Linked DNA regions of Ovis aries: region 1 is linked to region 2. A link is a contact called in public Hi-C data. All regions are on one chromosome and are shown on one strand. Each heading gives the region's core, a stretch centred on a gene start, on an enhancer-like site or on the middle of the called end of the contact. The rest is flanking DNA. Distances are from core to core; before and after follow the strand shown.

The links. A called contact is a pair of places that touch in the nucleus more often than the background predicts.
Region 1: a Hi-C map of hypothalamus shows a contact between it and region 2, with 4 times the contacts expected there. The contact joins two enhancer-like sites. A contact is called at or near these places in 6 of 16 Hi-C or Micro-C datasets (hypothalamus, liver, mixed tissues and 2 more).

Annotation. Positions count from the first base shown.
Region 1 is chr1:255,393,848-255,397,304 of ARS-UI_Ramb_v3.0, reverse strand. It overlaps KY (kyphoscoliosis peptidase), which reads right to left. Exons shown (of 10, transcript XM_027960214.3): 10 at 1-3,423. The coding sequence ends at 2,528. Among named protein-coding and RNA genes, the nearest start is that of KY, 47 kb to the right of the region's middle. Within about 2 kb of position 1,369, at least 6 of the 54 cell types and tissues checked have an H3K27ac peak or open chromatin away from gene starts, as enhancers often do. A contact at or near this core is called in hypothalamus, where this site is marked.
Region 2 is chr1:255,238,459-255,241,821 of ARS-UI_Ramb_v3.0, reverse strand. No RefSeq gene overlaps it. Among named protein-coding and RNA genes, the nearest start is that of EPHB1, 45 kb to the right of the region's middle. Within about 2 kb of position 1,316, at least 9 of the 54 cell types and tissues checked have an H3K27ac peak or open chromatin away from gene starts, as enhancers often do. A contact at or near this core is called in hypothalamus, where this site is marked.

The DNA of each region.
Region 1 (3,457 bases), core at 120-2,619, 160 kb before region 2:
GCCACGAGAAGGCACTCAGTGAATTTAATATAAACATCCCGGCCGTATTTTTTCAAATGCTGCATAAAACCCCCAGCCTCGCGGGAGTTTGCAGCACCTGCAGCTCTGCATATCGGACAGCAGGGGACGCCCGTGCCATTCCACTGGCCGCTAGAACGCCTCGATCGGGAAACAAAGATGGGGATTTGAATAAAAGACTTCAAAATACAACCCCGAATTCTACCCTGAGCAGCATGCGTGTAAAAATTCATGAAGATTGGATTTCATTTCATGTATTTTTACTTCAGTGGAAAGAAATGCAGGTGTTGTCTGTGCCTACAGCTGTCTTTACAAGGAGCGGGGGGCGCCTGGTTAAATGAGCAGGGAGGAGTTGCTGATGCTCCCAGGCTCTTGGAGAGGCTGGGCCACCGTCTCCTGCTTGGGACAGCTCCTATTTTGCTGGGTGGCATCCTTTGTGTGCTCCAGAATGTATAGACTAATTATATTGTTTTGTAGAGGATGCAAGTTGTTCCCAGCAGGACTAGCAGCCAGCTCTGGGTCCAGTGAGTGACATGAGTCACAGAAGGCACTTATTATTTTGATGAAACACAGCGCATTTCTTTCAGCCCATAAAATCAAAGGGGTGAGAAAAGGCTGTTTCCAGGGTGTAAAAACTCCTCTTGTTTCCCTGTTGTGGTGCACAGCAGTTCTGCCTCTGCAGCCTTTGTGCATTTTCCAGGCGTGAGTGACACAGTGCTGAATGCCTGGGTGGCAGAGCCTGCCAGAGGACGCTGGACACAGGCCAGGGCAGCTCAGCCCACCGTGGTGTACTGCCCTTGTGTTCCAGGACCCCCAGCCTGGTGGAGGATGGGCCCCCTGAGACATTCCTCTGGACCGGGTTCATGCTGGGGGTGGTGGGGATCTTTGTGGGGTGGGACCTTAGGGAGAAGATGGACTGGAGTGTTGGGAGCCTGGAATTTGAAACAAGCTTGGGCAAGGGCAGCAGAGCCTTTGCTCTGGGATGGCTGGGGCAGTGCTGCAGCCCCAGAACGAAGGATCAGCTGATACAGTACCTGGTTAAGTGCTCCACGAACATTTGTTGAATACACAAATGTGAGGATGAAGGCAAGGGCGCCGTGAGGATCCCCAGCAGCTTTGGCTGTAGCCAGCCCAGGGCATCCGGAGCGGCAGTGCAGGGAGGGGAGTGCTAGGCAGCGCTGGCCCTTCCAGGCCCAGGCCCTGGCAGGCAGGGCTGCAGAGCTGAAGGAGTCAGGAGGGCAGGTGAGGCCACCTCCAACCTCTCCACGTGCTGGGATGGTGCTGCAGCGGCCATGCAGGGCCTCGCAGGGCCTCTCCATCCTTCCCTCCTGCTGCCCTCATTGGAGCCAGTCTTTCTGCTGTTGCCATGGCAACACTGGCCTGAGGTGCTGCTAAGGGCCGGCTGGGCAGGCGAGACTTCTCAGGCCTGAGCAAACAAGGAGCTCTGGACGGTCCCTACAGAAGGTCGACCCTGGGGGTCTCTCTTGAGAGGAAGGAAGGGACATGGGATAGAAACTGCTCCCAGGGCAGGTCGAGGTCCCCCAGGTGTGACCTTGGTGGTAGAGATCTTGGGGCTGGTGGGACCCTGCTATTGTGGGGGCCCCCAGCGCTGCAGTGTTCTTACTGCTTTACCTGAAGTCTTTATTGAGGGTTATTGCCAGGGGTCTCTAAGGGCCCAGAAGCCTCCTGGGGTTCCCAGTGTGGGTTTCAGGTTGGGGCCTGAGGCACAGGCTCTTAGAGGGCTTGCAGGAGCTGAGTGAACTGCTAATAGACCAAGTAGACGGAATTAATCTCTCTGAGAGCAGAGTCAGGGGTCTTACATTCTGAGACTAGGGTGGCTGGACTGCCATACATCCCTGCCTCTCTGGCCCCCACCCAGAAAAAGAGCAGGCACTGGCTGCTCTCGGCCCTGAAGTCTCCCATGACCTTTCTGGTGCCACATTTCAGGCACATACAGGGATTGTGGAGGCCCTCAGGCCCCGGGCTAGTTGGGGGGCAGTGAGCTTCCTCTCTGCACCTTCCTTCTCAGGACCTGGAAGAATAAGAAGCGGCATCGGGAATGCAGGAGATGGTCAGGTCTGGAAAGAAGACGACAGTCTGACCTCCCCTGGGGTCCTAGAGTTGGTGAGAAGCTCTGTGCAGCTGCTGGGAAGGGGCTTGAGCATTCAGGGTGACTCAGCCCCGTGGACCACGCCCGCTTCTCTCTCCCCATCGCGGGAACGTGTTTGGCCCCGGGCAGCAGTCCTGCTTCCCCGCACCAGCCTGAGAACAAGGACAGCGTTAGCATGAGAAGGCGGGTGTCTGGGCAGTGAACACAGTTACAATACCCTGGATTTACATAGCACCTTTGTCGTCTAAAGGGCCTTTGCCTCTGTCCCCTTGGCCACTGACATCGCAGCCTCCGGCAGAGCAGGAACACGAGGCAGAGGTCCAGAAGGGATTCCATGCAGACTCAGTGGTGTCCGGGCTCTGTGCGTGGCCCGGCAGGGGTGGGGGTGGCAGGTGGCCCTCACTGGGCGTTGACCTGGTACTTGAGGATGTAGGAGTAGAAGCTGTGGTTGGCATTCTCCAGCACCATGACGTACACCTCCCGGCAGCCTGCGGTGCTGCAGCTGCCCTCCCAGTAGCCCTCGGGGCTCAGGGTCAGCGGCCACGTGTCCTGCCCCTTCACCAGGGCTTTGGCGACGCCGTGCAGCTTCAGTTTGAACGGGACATTGCGGTTGGCGGGCAGCACGCCCGACAGTGGCTCCAGCAGCTCATTGTCCACCCCCCAGTTGCCAAAGCTCTCGGGGAACACGGGCCAGTTCACCTTGGTGTTGGTACAGCAGATGAGGTAATTGAAGACGAAGAGGTAGTTGCCTGGTTCCTGCCTCTTCTTGACGAAGATCTTGAGTGCAAACTTGCCGGCGTGGGGCAGCTGAACCTTCAGCTCCGTCTGCTTCTCCCGGTGCAGCTGGAAGATGTAGCGTCGCTGGGTCTCTTCGGTGACGGGGCCATCGTCTCCGTGCAGCGAAGCCAGGACGCTGATGCCCTCCTCCACACCGAAGCTGACGGAGCAGCGCCCGTCGCTGGTATAGATGACGGGCTCGGGGTGGGACGGCTTGGTGATGCCCATCTGCTCCGAGAACCAGCTGGGGCCCACGGGCTGGTGCAGCTCAGCCGGCAACCGGACGTCCATGTCTGCACAGTGGCACTTGAGCGTGTACTCCAGCACGGAGCTGTAGATCTCCGAGTTGCCCTTGGCAAAGATCTGCAGCTTGTAGGTGCCCGCGGTCGGGGGGTACACATCCAGCTTCATCCCATTCTTCCGGAGGCTCAGCAGCCCGTGCTCCTGCTTGCCATTGAGCATGAACATGAACAGCGTCGGAGCACAGCTCTCGATGGTGACCGTGGCCTTTCCATTCACTGTGGGGAGAGCCAGGATCAGGTGAGAGGAGCC
Region 2 (3,363 bases), core at 67-2,566:
TAGACAGCAGCACTCGTGGCCCCCAGTCCTTTCTCCTGACCACTTTGCAAAACTACCGCAGGGCCCTATATGTGGGCCACAGATCTGTGCCAGCCACGCGCTAGTGTGCACGCTCAGATGTGAGTATCTGAGAGGCTGTGCGTGCAAACATATTGGGGGTGTCTCTGTGTGTGCTGCTCATGCACCCCTTTTAGGCTTTACTGAAAGTGTGACAAAACAGCGTCTCTGAGCCCAAAGGACTCACCAGGTGCAAGACTCCTTCTGGACTGAAACACACTGCTGCCTGCCTTGGCATCCTGCACTGCATGGCATGGTGACTGGGCCTGGGCCAGACAGGCGACATAATGTTTTGGCCTCCAGGACACCTTGAGGCCATGTCTTTGGGTACTCCGGGGCTGTCCCTGCTGGGTCTGTGACCCTGTGACTGCCTTGAGAGCAGGTGAACACGCAGAGACCCCCAGCTCCCATGCCGCCCATCAGGAACACACTCAGAGGCCAAAATTCTCTTCCAGGGTTCTGGTGAAGGACACAGCTCATCTTGTCAACAGAAGAGCTATCCCAGTGTGGGGAGGGGCTCCTCCGAAAGTAGGTCACCCTCCCACACGCTCCGACCCAGGGCTGCCCAGGCTTCTGGCCATCCAAGGCCGCATGCAGCCTAGCTTGGCTATCTCAAGCTGCGTCCTCGAGACTTGTAGCCTCTCAGTGAGGTGCTTCAGTGACGATCAATGCCAGGGTGGAGAAGGTGGGTCGTTATGGATACTCAGGGGACGAGAGTCTATTTATCCTCCACTGACCAGTCTATTTACCCTCTACTCATGATTTTATGTTCTGCAAACTGGGCTTCCTTCTAAGAGCCTGGCTAGGCAGCACCCTGACTCCTGCCGCATGTCTGTATGTTTTCTTAAAAAGGTCTCCAGGCCACCCTTCGCACTGACTTTTAACCAGGGCCAGGCAAGCTTTCAGCCCCTCAAATCCTCTCCGCCTGCCCCATGGGTCTGGGGAAAGCAGGCCACAAGTGGGCTGCCTGTGAGACTCTGACATTCCTCTCCAGAGCTCAGCTGCACCCAGGCTCTCTCTTCACCACGAATCCCTTCGCCAGGACACGTGGGGCCTCCTGGGCAGCTGGGTGTGAGGTCAGCTTATTCTGAGCTCAGAGGAAGGGTGCTGGGCCATGTGGCCTGTGAGAGCAGATTTATGGAGGACCCAGCAGGTACAAAAGGGGGTGGGGCAGGGGAGTGCCTTATCCTCCACCATCTGGGAAGCTCCTGTCAGGGCCCTGAGCCTGGAGAGCCAGCGAGCTCGCGGGAGGGGCAGAGCCTTGCCCTCACCCCGGGCTGCCCTCTAGTGGAGAGTCTGTGAATGGAGGCCTTCAGGTGGTCAGCCTCTCAGCTCCAAGAGGGCATCTCCCGGAGGCAGGAGATGAGGGGTAGGACCCAGGACATTGTTGGCACAGAACAATCTGGCTTGAAGACAGCTGCAGGGCTGCGCCACGGGGGACTCAGCCTCTCCTTGGGGAGAGCTCACTCTTTCTTTCTTCAGTTTCCTGTGCACACGGCTTGGAGGGGGCACCTCTCCACACAGTAGTTCCCCCAGCCCCTCTCAACATGCCTTTTCTGTGGCTGAGGCCACATCTCAGCCTCTCCCCCTCCCCTCCCTCAGCCTGGGCTCCCATTGAGGAGCAGATCCCGAGAGCAACCCCAGCTTTGGTCACTTTCCCACACAGCTGATACCTGTTGCTGAGGAGCTGTGTGCGGAATGCCCAACTGGCCAGCTGAGTGCTTGATGCCAGAAGAGCTCTGAGAACTGGGCTGGTGCTTTACATGTCCCTAGATGCAGCATTTAAGAAACAGCACAGAGTGGGGTCCCGCTTAGCCCCGAGGGACAATGCAAGGGGCTTGCCCCTGCTTTGGAAAGAGGCTTGCACGTGTGATCCACAGTGGCCTGAGCCGCACGCTGGAGCAGCAGGAGCTTTGGGCCCTGCTGGGGAGCTGGAGTCAGTGGGGCTGGAGGCAGCAGGGACAGAGAGGCTCCTGACAGTTGCTGAACCCCTTGTGTGGGGGCACTTGCCCAGTCTGAGGGGACAGCCTCCTCTCAGTACCCACAGGACAGTTTCAAGTGTTCCTGGTCTGGGTGACATCTCTTAGCAGTACTTTCTAGCTTATACATTCTAGCCTTCTTGAGTTCAGATTTAGATCGGAGTAGAAGGCAATGGCACCCCACTCCAATACTCTTGCCTGGAAAATCCCATGGACGGAGGAGCCTGGTAGGCTGTAGTCCATGGGAATGCAAAGAGTCGGACACGACTGAGTGACTTCACTTTCACTTTTCCCTTTCATGCATTGGAGAATCTAGTGTTCTTGCCTGGAGAATCCCAGGGACAGGGGAGCCTAGTGGTTTGCCGTCTATGGGGTCGCACAGAGTCGGACATGACTGAAGCGACTTAGCAGCAGCAGCAGCAGAAGGCCCATGCCCCTTGGACAGCAGGGAAACCCTCATCTCAGCAATGAACACTTGACAAAGTGCCAGGGGGATCCTAAATAGTTGAGAAGAGTGTCCTTATCTAGAGCCTTGTGAGGGAAGTCAGGTCCTCCTGTGTGCAGGATAGGGGACTGCAATGTCTGGTACATTTCAGGGACCAGTATGATGTGGGGTCTGGAAACCAGTCCTGTCTTGACAGTAGAAGGTCCAGTGAAACCTGGAAAAGAGGAGACCCAGTGAACAGAGCGCCTTTGCCCCACATTCTGTCCATCCAGCACTAGAGGGGAGATGGAGCCGGTAGGACAAACTTCCTTATGGGCCCAGAGTGCACTCAATGGCAGAGAGAATCTCTTAGCAATGTCTGGGGCTAGTCCAACCCCCTTTTCACAGATAAGCAAACAGATCCGTAACAAAGCCTGTGTTAGACTTTGGACGGAAACTTCTGCCTTCTCACAGCTAGGCTGTTTTATCAATTCTTCCATCCAATTCAGCAATATTTGTTAAATATGCATAGGATTTGGTAATTGGCAGAATAGCAAGAGTGGGCATAGAAAAAGAAGAATCAAGAATTATTCCGAAATTTTCAGTTCTAAAGAGAGAACGAACGTAGAAATTAGGGAAGAGATAAGCAATGATATTCTTTTTTTAAAATTTTTTTGTTGGAGAATAGTTGATTTACAAAGTTAGTTTCTGCTGTGCAGCAAAGTGAATTGGCCGTATATTCGGGATCCCCACGTGGTGCTAGTGGTAAAGAACCCTCCTGCCAGTGCAAGAGATGTAAGAGACACGGGTTCAATCTTTGAGTCAGGAAGAGCGCCTGGAGCAGGGCATGGCAACTCACTCCAGTATTCTTGCCTGGAGAATCCCATGGACAGAAGAGCCTGG